Linked DNA regions of Mus musculus: regions 1 and 3 are each linked to region 2. The links are chromatin contacts, called in public HiChIP or PLAC-seq maps. All regions are on one chromosome and are shown on one strand. The core of a region is the stretch at or near the end of the contact, and the rest is flanking DNA. Distances in the headings are between cores, read along the strand shown.

Evidence for each region. HiChIP or PLAC-seq counts read pairs in DNA pulled down with a chosen protein or histone mark.
Region 1: a FOXA1 HiChIP or PLAC-seq map of pancreatic cancer cells shows a contact between it and region 2. The contact joins two enhancer-like sites. A contact is called at or near these places in 5 of 484 Hi-C or Micro-C datasets (the HL-1 cell line, embryonic fibroblasts, muscle stem cells and 1 more) and 1 of 115 datasets of contacts at active chromatin or transcription factors (pancreatic cancer cells).
Region 3: a contact with region 2 is called in a CTCF HiChIP or PLAC-seq map of the NIH/3T3 cell line, with 11 read pairs. The contact joins two enhancer-like sites.

Annotation. Positions count from the first base shown.
Region 1 is chr12:9,977,290-9,981,305 of GRCm38.p6, forward strand. No RefSeq gene overlaps it. Among named protein-coding and RNA genes, the nearest start is that of Gm33734, 60 kb to the left of the region's middle. Within about 2 kb of position 2,007, at least 60 of the 459 cell types and tissues checked have an H3K27ac peak or open chromatin away from gene starts, as enhancers often do. A contact at or near this core is called in the HL-1 cell line, embryonic fibroblasts, muscle stem cells and 1 more, where this site is marked.
Region 2 is chr12:9,837,856-9,842,286 of GRCm38.p6, forward strand. No RefSeq gene overlaps it. Among named protein-coding and RNA genes, the nearest start is that of Gm22845, 25 kb to the right of the region's middle. Within about 2 kb of position 1,531, at least 62 of the 459 cell types and tissues checked have an H3K27ac peak or open chromatin away from gene starts, as enhancers often do. A contact at or near this core is called in the HL-1 cell line, the NIH/3T3 cell line, embryonic fibroblasts and 2 more, where this site is marked.
Region 3 is chr12:9,688,200-9,692,195 of GRCm38.p6, forward strand. No RefSeq gene overlaps it. Among named protein-coding and RNA genes, the nearest start is that of Gm23979, 46 kb to the left of the region's middle. Within about 2 kb of position 1,567, at least 38 of the 459 cell types and tissues checked have an H3K27ac peak or open chromatin away from gene starts, as enhancers often do. A contact at or near this core is called in the NIH/3T3 cell line, where this site is marked.

The DNA.
Region 1 (4,016 bases), core at 757-3,256, 140 kb after region 2:
ATTTATTTAAGATATATAATGACAATTACATCACATGCTCATCTAAAATTATACATATTTGTTTATAGAATTGTCATATACCAACATACAGTATTATTATAGTAAATAATATTCATTCACAGTATCCTATAGTAAGGGAAAAAACAATGATATCTCTGTTCAGGATATGACTGGGTATTTACCCTGAAATATGAAACCCTTATTTCAAATCCCAAACACCCATATATAAACCTTTACATAGGTATGTGTACTTGTAACCTCAACTTTGTGGTTGGAGGTAGATGGATCCTGAGACCTCACTAGACAGTAAGGCTTTCTGAAATGGCAAGTTCCTGGTTCTGCAAAGAGACACTGTTTCAAGGCAGTAAGGTAGAGAGTGATCTAGGCCAATAGTCTGTGTCCTGCTCTAGCCTCTGCATGCAACTGCATGGGCATATGCACTCATATACTCATGTGCAGGCACCATGCACACATATATCATCAATACAAAAATAACATAGAAAATACATGAAATTTGGTGATATGTTACGTAGTATGACAACAAATACATTGAACTCTACATTATATAATATAGTGGCTTCAGCCCTGGGGAATGAACATTTGTTGATTGTCATTTCTTTGGAAAGAGTACAGGGCATCTTTCATGTTGCTGCCTCTAGACCTCAACAAACCTGCAAGAATAGTTTTCATCCTTAGAAAAGCAATGGAACCTGAAGTCACAATTTTTTTCTCTTTAAAAACACAGTACTAGCAAAAAGAACCATGAGTAACTCTAGTTCTTTCTAATTTAATAATAATTGTAGACCCTTGGAGTTGGAGATATGTCTCAGAGGTTAAGAATACCAGCTGCTTTTCCAGAGGACCTGGATTTGATTCCTAAATGCTTTCATGGTCTGACAACTCCAGTGCCAGCAGATTTGATTCTTGCAGGCACTGCATGAACATGGTGAATATACATACATAATACATAATATGTAATACATAATATGTAATACATAATATGTAATACATAATATGTAATACATAATACATACATGCCTAATACATGCATGCATACACACATATACATAAATGCATTCAGTCAAAACTCACATAAACATAAAAAAACATGAAAAATCATGTGCTTTGTGTGTGTGTGTGTGTGTGTGTGTGTGTGTGTGTGTGTGTATGTGTGTGTGTGTTTTCTATCAAGTCAGATAAGTGAGTCAGTGAGGGCAAGAAATGGAGGAAATACAGGGAGAGAAAGGAATTGTGTTTGGGGCTTGCCCTGTCCTTACATTTGAAAGCATTACAGAACTTGTAACTTCTCACTGATGGAAAGAAAGGCTAAGGAAGCCCATACTACTACACCACAGTCTTTCAGTCTCCTTGGGGTAAAGGGCAAGAGGCAAGGATTTAGAGCACGTGTCCTGACGTAGCCACATGTACTCTGGGTGGCAGAAACCCTGCAGTGTGACACCATTATGACCAGAATCCATAAGCTCAAAGCATTCTTTGGAATTCAATGCCTCTGATTGCTGTGTAAGTGCTTGATATTGGAAAGACTGCCAGAAACAAGACAGATGAGGAGGAGCTGCCAGCTGGGCACTGAATCAACAGTGCCAACACTGGGAAAAAGCATGCGAGTCCATGGAGATCTCTTAGCTATTTACCAAAGGGGAGGATTGTTTATTTCCTAGGTATCTCCCAAAGAGCCCATTTATGAGCTCCATTTATGACTTCAAACAAGCTATCTGGCAGAGATGTGGCAGCAAAGATAAGGAAAGGACTAATTAATGCTCTTGCACCATGCTTCAACACCCAGATCTGTAATTACCCAAGTTGTGTGCTTAACCACCAAAATTTATTTTAAAATACAAACTAGCTTTTAAGTATCTTTTAAAATGTGACTAATAGTTTTATCTTGTTCCTGGCACCATTTCCTCTGCTTGTTAGGGTTATAAATAGGGTATTCCACTTGGCAAGAGTCTTGACCGTGGCATTGCTGCAATGGTTCTATAGTTACTCTAACAAAACAGAACATAACTGGCATATTTCTCCTCAAACTTTCCTAACATTTACACTGCCATCTGCATACTTTTCCTTTGACTTCACTCTGAAAATCACATGCTCTTCTGATGCATACCAGAGACTTGACTATGTAGACATTTGGTGGGGGTGGGGGAAAGAAATCTAGAGAGAACAGTGAGAATTAGCAGCATTTTCTCATTTCTGATGTCAGACACTTATTACCTGCAACACTGCAACCATTTTTAAGAAGTATTTAATCAAGCTTTCTTTGAGGTCAATTCTGGATAAGGGACAAAATTCCCTGTTAATGTACCACTGTGAATAACAGCATTGCTTTCTTGGGGGTTATATAGTTAATTTCCTACATTCCAATAAATCTATAGAGAAGTGTGCCAATGGAATGTACAGGCTGTGTGTGTGTGTGCCCATGTATATGTGGGCACAAGGAAAATCAATGGTGAGTTTTACAAACTCAAGTGACTAAGTTATAATTAAAGACTTAGAGCATATAAATGTTCATTGCCAATGTTTGAAATAAATGTTAGATAATGTACATGGTTGTGTAAAAGCATGGAGATGATAAAAAATACTTTCAGAGAAAGACATAAAAATACAAATTTCACAAGTTTGTTTCTAAGATACTTGAGGCCCCTTAATACATAGCTGATTTTCACCCTGTTCAGGTTTAAAAAAATAAAGAAGAAGAAGAAGAAAAGAAAGAAAGAAAGAAAGAGAGAAAGAAAGGAAGGAAGGAAGGAAGAAAGGAAGAAAGAAAGAAAGAAAGAAAGAAAGAAAGAAAGAAAGAAAGAAAGAAAGAAAGAAAGGAAGAAAGAAAGGAAGAAAGAAAGGAAGAAAGGTAGTTTAGGCACTAGTTTAAGGGTTTTTTTTTGGGTTATTTGTTGTTTTGGCTTTCTGTTTGTTTGTTTGTTTGTTTGTTTATATTTTGCTTGTTGGTCTGGTTTGTTTTGGTTAATGGCAAAGAATTCTTAGAAGTGCAATATTTGGGCAGGCAAATGAAGATAGCCTTCTCTGTGATATTGGATAAATTATCCCACCAGTATCACATGGTTAGTCAAAGCATCAGTTTAATGAATGTCAAGCTGGGCAGTGGTGGTGCATGCCTTTAATCCCCACTTGGGAGGAAGAGGCAGGTGGATTTCTGAGTTTGAGGCCAACCTGGTCTACAAAGTGAGTTCCAGGACAGCCAGGGCTACACAGAGAAGCCCTGTCTCAAAAAAGAAAACAAACAAACAAAAAAAAAACCAAACAAACAAAAAAGGAAAGTCTAAGTGTCCACTGATTGTTTTTGAATCTCTAGGTGTTCTGTTTGTGCTTTTACATCCTGGAGTAAAGGCCAGGGTATTGTGTAATTATACTGTGTGACTTCAATCCATTGCCTGAGTGTCTCTGGGTGAGAATTTACCACCACAGAAACAATCTAGAACTTAATTGTGAAGCCCTTTTTGTTGTAAAAGAAAACAGTGACTGGTGTGTGGTGTGGGTGATTGTGTGTATATTGATGTTGCTGTTTTTGTATTTTTTTTTCTTTAGTGTGACTGTTTACTGCTTGTGGTTTTGACATTTTTGTCTTGTATCCTTACGAATTTAGGATTTCCTTAGGATCTCAAGAAGCAATAGTTTGTATCACTGTTTTAACATTACTTTCAGATGTAGAAGGGAATGGACATTTATATGTAATTGAATAAAATGAAGTGATATTCAGAATATAATATCTTATGGCTTTGAAATAATATAGACAACATGTTGGATAAGTTGTTTTGGTTTTGTCATTCTAAGTTCATTGGAAACTAAGAAAAAATGACTTTGGAAAAGGAAGAAAGGGGAGAGAAGGAGAGATGGGAGGAAGAGAAGAAAGACAGAGAGAAACAGTTCATCCACGGATCAACTGGTTAATCGCACCACGTTTAACCTCCAATTCTTGTCACTTCCAAAAATTTTAAATATTGAATAAAAGCATTATAAGCTAGCTCAAGACTAAGCTTTGC
Region 2 (4,431 bases), core at 281-2,780:
CCCTCTGAGAGGCCCCAAAAAAGCAGCTGACTGAGACAGATGCAGATACTTACACCCAACCATTGGACTGAAGTTGGGAACCCTTGTGGTTCAATTAGGGAAAGGCTGGAAGAAGCTGAGGAGGAGAGCAACTGCATAGGAAGACCAGCAGCAGTCTCCACTAATCTGAACCCCTGAAATCTCTCAGACACTGAGCTACCAACCAGGCAGCATACAAGAGCTGCTTGGAAGCTGTGACACATAAAGAGCAGAGGACTGCCTGGTCTGACCTCAGTGGGAGAAGATGCTCCTAATCCTAGAGAGACTTGAGGCCCCGTGGGGTGGGAAGGTCTGGCAGGGACAGGAGGTGGTGACAGCCTTTTGAAGAAAGGTGTAGGGTGAACCAAGAGGGAAGAAATGACTGGAATATAAAAAAATAAAATAAAAAGAAAAGAAATTAAAAAATAGGGAGATGTTTGTAGTTTTGTACTGTCTTCTGAGCCTACCACACCAGGTTCTGACAAATAACTTCAAGCCTGTGTTCACACAGATGGCTCTTACAAATCTTGGTGGGTCAAAAAAAAAAAAAGACACAAATATAAGAGTGAGACATGTGGGAAGGTAGGTGGGGCAGAGGTGGCATGGAGGTAGGAGGGGGGAGTAGTCAGTATGGAATGTATCCATATGAATGTATCCATAGGTGAAATTGTGAAAATAAAGGAAAACTAAAGTATATAAAAATAAATTTTAAAAGGGAGAGAAAAAAAGGAAGAAAATCTTGTGAGCTTCATCCAGGGAATGTAAAAGTATACTTATTCTTAACACACAGTTTTTGATATTTGGTTCCAATAGTAATTTGTAATCAGATATGGTAATATTCTTGACAAAAGTTTTATAACCAAGTTGAACAGATTTCGTACAGCAAACATGTGTCTTACTGACCCCTCATACGTGCCAAAGTTATGGCAGTATATCATTCTTAGTGAAGGACCTTCTGTTGTGGCAAGGGTAATTGGTTCAAAACCTTGTGGGTAGATTAAAGCAGCTATAACCAGAATCGGAACTCAGTTCCACCGAGGCTCTATTTCCTACCAGCAGTTGGTGTGCAGTGGACTCTTTCTCTCTTCATTACAATCAATTCTTAACCCTCACATGGGCCCACTTTATATCTTTTTTCATAAAGTTTAAATCCTGCTAAATTCAAAGTGTTGAAATAAACTTATTTACTTCCAGACTTCTGAAAATTTTAAGATGGAATATTTGTGTGGCTGAGTTTTGATTATAAAAAAATTCTGTTGTAACAGACAGTCTCTAAAGTTCCTGCAAGCAAATTGGGAAGCCTTATAGTAAAATGTTCACAATATGAACAATTCAATCGATAGACAGGATTGAGACTCTCAGCCAAGCCATGCTCACATTGGCGAAAAGAACAGAGTATAATTAGCTGCCCTAGCAGGATCACAAGTCTCCTTTCCGGGGGAGCTCTGGAGAGAACAGCCTCAGGGTACACACAGCTGCAGGATTCTCATTCCTTTGGGCTGGCTCATCACATATGTGGCTTCATGATATTCAAACCTTGGGTCTCAAACAATCTTTTCCCATTTTCTTGCTATGTATGCTTGACTCAGTAGCTTTGTTTATTTTCTTAAAATATTTAATTTGGTTTGTGCTTCCTGGTGTGGCTTGGCTAGGTTTTTTCCTAAGGGCAGTCTTCTTGAATCTCCTTGTCATTCATAATGCCACACCTCCAGAAGGACTGCACACTTCCTAAGTGTTGGGCACTGGTACCATCCCATCTTCATCTGAGGGTTGAGGTTTCATGAATTGCTTCACTGGGTCCACAAATGCTTGAGATATGGTCCAAGTTATGATGACCCATGCCAAAAGAATCAACCTTCTCGTTTTTCAACCAAGTTTTCTGACCATTATTACTGAGGTTCTGATAGTCTTCACACTGACTTTTTCCAGGCTATGAGGCAGAGGGAGCGGCTCCCTTCACTGCTCCAACTCTAGAAGCAGCTTTAGTTCTACTTTACTTGCACCCAACAGCTTTTGTGTCCCCCCACCCAGAGGAAAAACATACAATTATTTCCCCAACATTTTCAACATTCCAAAGCAACTAGTCCTGGGGTTCCCTGTGTGCAAATGGCCATTGCTCTTTCTCGGAGCAGAACTACAGGCTGGAAGCTATTGGCTTTCTTAGCATCCCCTTCAAAGAAGGAAAATACCAGAGCCTCCTGAACCAACAGTGAGACATGTTTGACTAGCAATGATGAAATGTCTTCTATAAACACTCCCTAACTACTCTCCTTCTCTTTCCAGGACTGATTCACCACTGAAATATTTGTGTCACTCAAGTTCAAGTACATGAAACCAAATCCTTTGGTGTCGGTGGCTCTCAGTGCCACAGAGGGCAGCATGAACTTTACCAGGGAGGGTGGCCATTAAATAATCCAGAGCAAGCTGATGGCCTCTGACAAGCTTTCTAGCTCAACAGACAAAGTTGGGACCAGAACTTATTATGTCAGATCCGTGGCGCACACTGGGAACCCTTGTTGCACAGTCATTTCCTCTCAGATGTTTCTGGTTTTACTAATACAGAATGCGCATTGCCAATACAAGAAGAGTTAGACTCAATGCCCCCAAGATGCCATTAGCAGGCAGTGCAGTCTTGTGTTAATTCAGAGCCATCTACTTAAGACTTTGTGACCATAATTCAAGTTTACTTGAATTCTCCAAAAAGGCGATTTTAAAAATGCATTTTCAGAGGAATAAAGACTGCCAGGGAATATCAAGCATCCTCTGGGGTTTGGCTGAGAGAGAAACACTGAGAATGATAAAACAGAAGTGAGGAATAGATAGATCCTTCCATGTCCAAGGACAAACAGAAAACTTCTCTGTAAAGAAGTCTCCTGGGGAGTCTTCCCACTGTGAAATTACTGACCTTAGTGTCATGGTTATAGTTCGAAAGTTATATTTTTTCCTTACAGAAAATTAAACTTAAGTTTCACAGAACTAGGATATGTAAAAGGATTAAATTCTCAGAACAGTCAGTGCATGTCTAAGATCTAATTCCAGTAGTAAATATTATAATTCTATATACTGCTGCTGCTGCTGCTGCTGCTGATACTACTACTATTTTCAGAATAAAGCTGGATATTTATGCATTGGTTTACTGTTCTCTTTTGTGAATAATAAGCAACGTCTACAAGGTATATTTAATGTCTTGACATTGAAACGTTTCATCTTCACTTAAATGTTCATGAACAAGAATTATACAATGAAAGTATAAAAATAGATGGATCTTTGAATTTAAGGCCAGCATGGTCTATGGAGTGAGTTCCAGGCCAGCGAGGGCTACAAAGAGGAAACCCTGTCTTGAAAAACCAATAATATATATGTGTGTGTGTGTGTGTGTGTATGTGTGTATGCATATACACACATACACACACAGATATATATGTATGTATGTATATATATATATATATATATATATATGTATGTATATATATAAAACCTTGGTTTTGGTCATTTATGTAGCTATTCTTCAGCCACATGTGTTCCCATTCAGGCTGAACATCACTGACTATTCCATGCAACAACAGGGAATTGAGTAAAGAGATAGTCTAAAAACTAATATTTTAACACTGGCCTAAACATTCTAATTAGGGTGATAAAACTCAAATACATGCTAGGTGAAGAACTAAGGGTTAGTAACAGACAATGACACAGTATTCAGAAGGCATCTTTAACTTGACATCTTTCCAAAGCACTCTGAGTTGTGAACCTCTAAGGAACTTGGCTTGCTACTCTTCCCAAGTCTATTCTGTACAGTAACTTTCGTTTTTTCCAGAACTATTAGCAGCTATTTAAATATTAAGTTTTAAAACACATTCAGTAAATATACATAAGCAGAATTTTTTTCTGTCCATAATTAAGGAATTGAAGCCAGAATATGTTCTCTTAGAAGGTGCTGGGAGATCAATAGTGGAAATCTACATCCTTTAAAGAGTTTTCTATATGGCAAGTAAGTAGAGCACTAAATAGTTCAGAAGAAGATGTAATGTGACTTTACATGGACCACCTAAAATGCAAGCAGGGAAACAAGAAATCTGGCTGCAGAATGGTGCTTTCTTGAACTGGGTATTGTTCCTACACCCACTGTGCAGCACATCACATTACTGTCTTTGGATTGAAAATCCTTGTGTGGCCAACCTGGGAGGCTGATCACTGAATATACAATTTCACTTATAAGAAATCTGCTCTCAGTTATAAATGGCTGACTTACAACTTCACCTTGGGAAAGGACTTATTTATTTATAAGATGTCACCGCCTGTTATGGAAGCTCAACCTTCCTACATGGTGGATGTGTAGCCACATGCTGTTCCTCTCAAGCTTCGCATTCCTTATCTATGAGGGTATGTGTGAGTGAGGGGAGCCTGTCCCCAGAG
Region 3 (3,996 bases), core at 317-2,816, 150 kb before region 2:
CACATCACTACTGACATGTTTTCAATGGCAGGTGGACATGTTCTGAATATAAACTGCCAAACAGATCATATTGCTACACTTAAGGGTCCATGAGCTCTACCTCAGCCTCTCCCATTTCTTATGAATGCTCCAAGAAGAATGGGGAATTCCTATCACCTCATAGAGTTCAGGTGGTGCAGTTCTGAGATTCATGTTTAGTGACTCAAGCTGCTCAACTTCACCACAAAGCCAAGGACTCTCTGCTTGCAATAATGGAAAAGGAGTTGACTTTTAGTGGGAACAGACCACAAACTAGTCATTGTTTTTGAACCATTTACATTGACTAATTGAGTTCTCAGGCACACCCTATGAGATAGATACTCTTATTATGTCTAGTTTTCCTTATGGGAAACCTAAGCTAAGAGGTCAGGTGGATTGCTCAAATTCACAGAGTTGGTAAGTAGATATGCTGAAATTTAAATTTAAATGTCAATATTTTACTGCTCAGCCCTCCTTTGTGAGCAGGGAGCTGTGTGTGCCCCCTTTTCACAATCTTTATGCAACTTTTTTCATATTACCATATCAATACAGAATATTTTCTTTCCTGGGTCTAGCTCCAAGTCCTCCTGTCTATTTCACAAAACAAGGGGATTAGTATTGGAGTTACAATGACTGGTTATTCTCTGTGCTGTGTCATCTTCAGCCTCTAATTGTGGCCTCAGAGTTGACAGATGAATAGCCTTTCACCAGCTCCTTAACTGGACAGCTTAATGTAGAGTATAAATTGCAACCTTGAACCTCCAAGTTCAAAGTACACTAATTTGATGGGACTAGTAAACATTACACTGTGTTCTGAGACTCTGAAGAATCTAGCCAAGATTTTCCAGGAAGAACATCATCTAACTATTGTTAAAATGTGAGGAAGCATAATATTTACAGCAAAATTTTTTCCTCACATGGCACTGATAAAAGGACACAATACTTTCCCCTCTGTTAGAGCTGAGAAACAGAAATCTGGCAAATGACTTGCTTCAATTGAGAAGCCAAGAGCTTTGAGCTTGTTAGCTTCACTCTGTCCCCAACTAGCTGTATGGCCTTGGTCCTGACTATTTTTTTCCCTCTTTCTGCAGCACATAGGCTGGTTTTTGATTCCTGAGTTCTTTATTAGCTTTGAAATTCTATAATTTATTAGGATGAAAGTGAGTTTATCCTAATTAAATGCTGTTCTGTAGATGGAAGTTTAAAGATAGATTCGAGGTTAGTTTAGAGGATAGAAATGTATTTAACTCAAGAAAATTTTAAAAAGTTTAGAAATAAAAGAACAATAAAAGAAATAAAGAACAATGAAGAAAAAAGGCTCTGGGTGCTAAGACTGAGCAGTCACTAATGCTGGATACAGAATCCAACAATCCCCAGTGCTGCAGCTAGCATCAACCCGATATTCCACGGACTACATGTCACAGCTTTTTAACTTTTACCCACAGAACTTTCTGCTAGTAGGAACACGCTGTTTCCCAATGAAGCCAGTCTGGAGGTATCTCAGTGACTCATGGGCTTGGTGAACTCAGAGCATCTGTGTTGCTAAGATACAAAGAGATTGAGCATATCAGCCAGGACTTCAGATTTTCAAATTAGTACACTGTCTAGGCAGCATTCTACTTACTCCAGTGATGGTGACTCATCAACCTACAATAAAGACAGAAGTGTCTGGTATTGACTTCTTTCTATAAAAAACCCTCTTCGTTCCCTTTGTCCCTGTGGGGAAGTAGGAATGATAGTTTGTTGCCACAGCAGCAGTAAACAAGGCAGGAAATGTTTTATATTTTGCCCAAGAGCAACTTCTAGCTAGTTGAGAGGTCTACATGTACATTCCCCATCTTCCGCGTTCCACTCCCCATCACCTTTCCAACCTAGTTCTCTCCCTCTATCTGCCTCCTTTTTTTTTCCATTTTTTATTAGGTATTTAGCTCATTTACATTTCCAATGCTATACCAAAAGTCCCCCATACCCACCCACCCCCACTCCCCTACCCACCCACTCCCCCTTTTTGGCCCTGGCGTTCCCCTGTACTGGGACATATAAAGTTTGCGTGTCCAATAGGCCTCTCTTTCCAGTGATGGCTGACTAGGCCATCTTTTGATACATATGCAGCTAGAGTCAAGAGCTCCGGGGTACTGGTTAGTTCATAATATTGTTCCACCTATAGGGTTGCAGATCCCTTTAGCTCCTTGGGTACTTTCTCTAGGTCCTCCATTGGGAGCCCTGTGATCCATCCATTAACTGACTGTGAGCATCCACTTCTGTGTTTGCTAGGCCCCGGCATAGTCTCACAAGAGACAGCTACATCTGGGTCCTTTCGATAAAATCTTGCTAGTGTATGCAATGGTGTCAGCGTTTGGATGCTGATTATGGGGTGGATCCCTGGATATGGCAGTCTCTACATGGTCCATCCTTTCATCTCAGCTCCAAACTTTGTCTCTGTAACTCCTTCCATGGGTGTTTTGTTCCTAATCGATCCATACTTATCTCCTTGTACTAAGGTCAAATCTAAGTGGATCAAGGAACTTCACATAAAACCAGAGACACTGAAACTTATAGAGGAGAAAGTGGGGAAAAGCCTTGAAGATATGGGCACAGGGGAAAAATTCCTGAACAGAACAGCAATGGCTTGTGCTGTAAGATCGAGAATTGACAAATGGGACCTAATGAAACTCCAAAGTTTCTGCAAGGCAAAAGACACCGTCAATAAGACAAAAAGACCACCAACAGATTGGGAAAGGATCTTTACCTATCCTAAATCAGATAGGGGACTAATATCCAACATATATAAAGAACTCAAGAAGGTGGACTTCAGAAAATCAAATAACCCCATTAAAAAATGGGGCTCAGAACTGAACAAAGAATTCTCACCTGAGGAATACCGAATGGCTGAGAAGCACCTGAAAAAATGTTCAACATCCTTAATCATCAGGGAAATGCAAATCAAAACAACCCTGAGATTCCACCTCACACCAGTCAGAATGGCTAAGATCAAAAATTCAGGTGACAGCAGATGCTGGAGTGGATGTGGAGAAAGAGGAACACTCCTCCATTGTTGGTGGGATTGCAGGCTTGTACAACCACTCTGGAAATCAGTCTGGTGGTTCCTCAGAAAATTGGACATAGTACTACTGGAGGATCCAGCAATACCTCTCCTGGGCATATATCCAGAGGATGCCCCAACTGGTAAGAAGGACACATGCTCCACTATGTTCATAGCAGCCTTATTTATAATAGCCAGAAGCTGGAAAGAACCCAGATGCCCCTCAACAGAGGAATGGATACAGAAAATGTGGTACATCTACACAATGGAATACTACTCAGCTATTAAAAAGAATGAATTTATGAAATTCCTAGCCAAATGGATGGACCTGGAGGGCATCATCCTGAGTGAGGTAACACATTCACAAAGGAACTCACACAATATGTACTCACTGATAAGTGGATATTAGCCCCAAACCTAGGATACCCACGATATAAGATACAATTTGCTAAACACATGAAACTCAAGAAGAATGAAGTGTGGACACTATGCCCCTCCATCTACCTCCTATGACTATTCTATCCCCCCTTCTAAGTGAGACTCAAGCATTCTCCCCTGGACCTTCCTTCTTGTTTAGCTTCGTTGGGTTTGTGGAATAAGTATCCTGTATTTCATGGCTAATATCCACTTATGAATACATATCTTGTGTGCCCTTTTGAGTCTGGGTTACCTCACTTGGTGATATTCTTAATTTTCATCCATTTGCTTGCAAGATTCATTTTTTTAATAGATAAATAGTATTCCACTGTGTAGATGTACCACATTTCTTTATACATTCTTCAGTTGAGGGACATTTAAGTTATTTCCTTCCGGCTTTTTCAAACGAAGCTGCTATGAACATAGTTGTGAAGGGGTGTCTTTGTAGTATAGTGGGGAATCTTTTGGTTATATGCCCAGGAGTGGTATAGCTGAGTCTTGAGGTAGAACTATTCCCA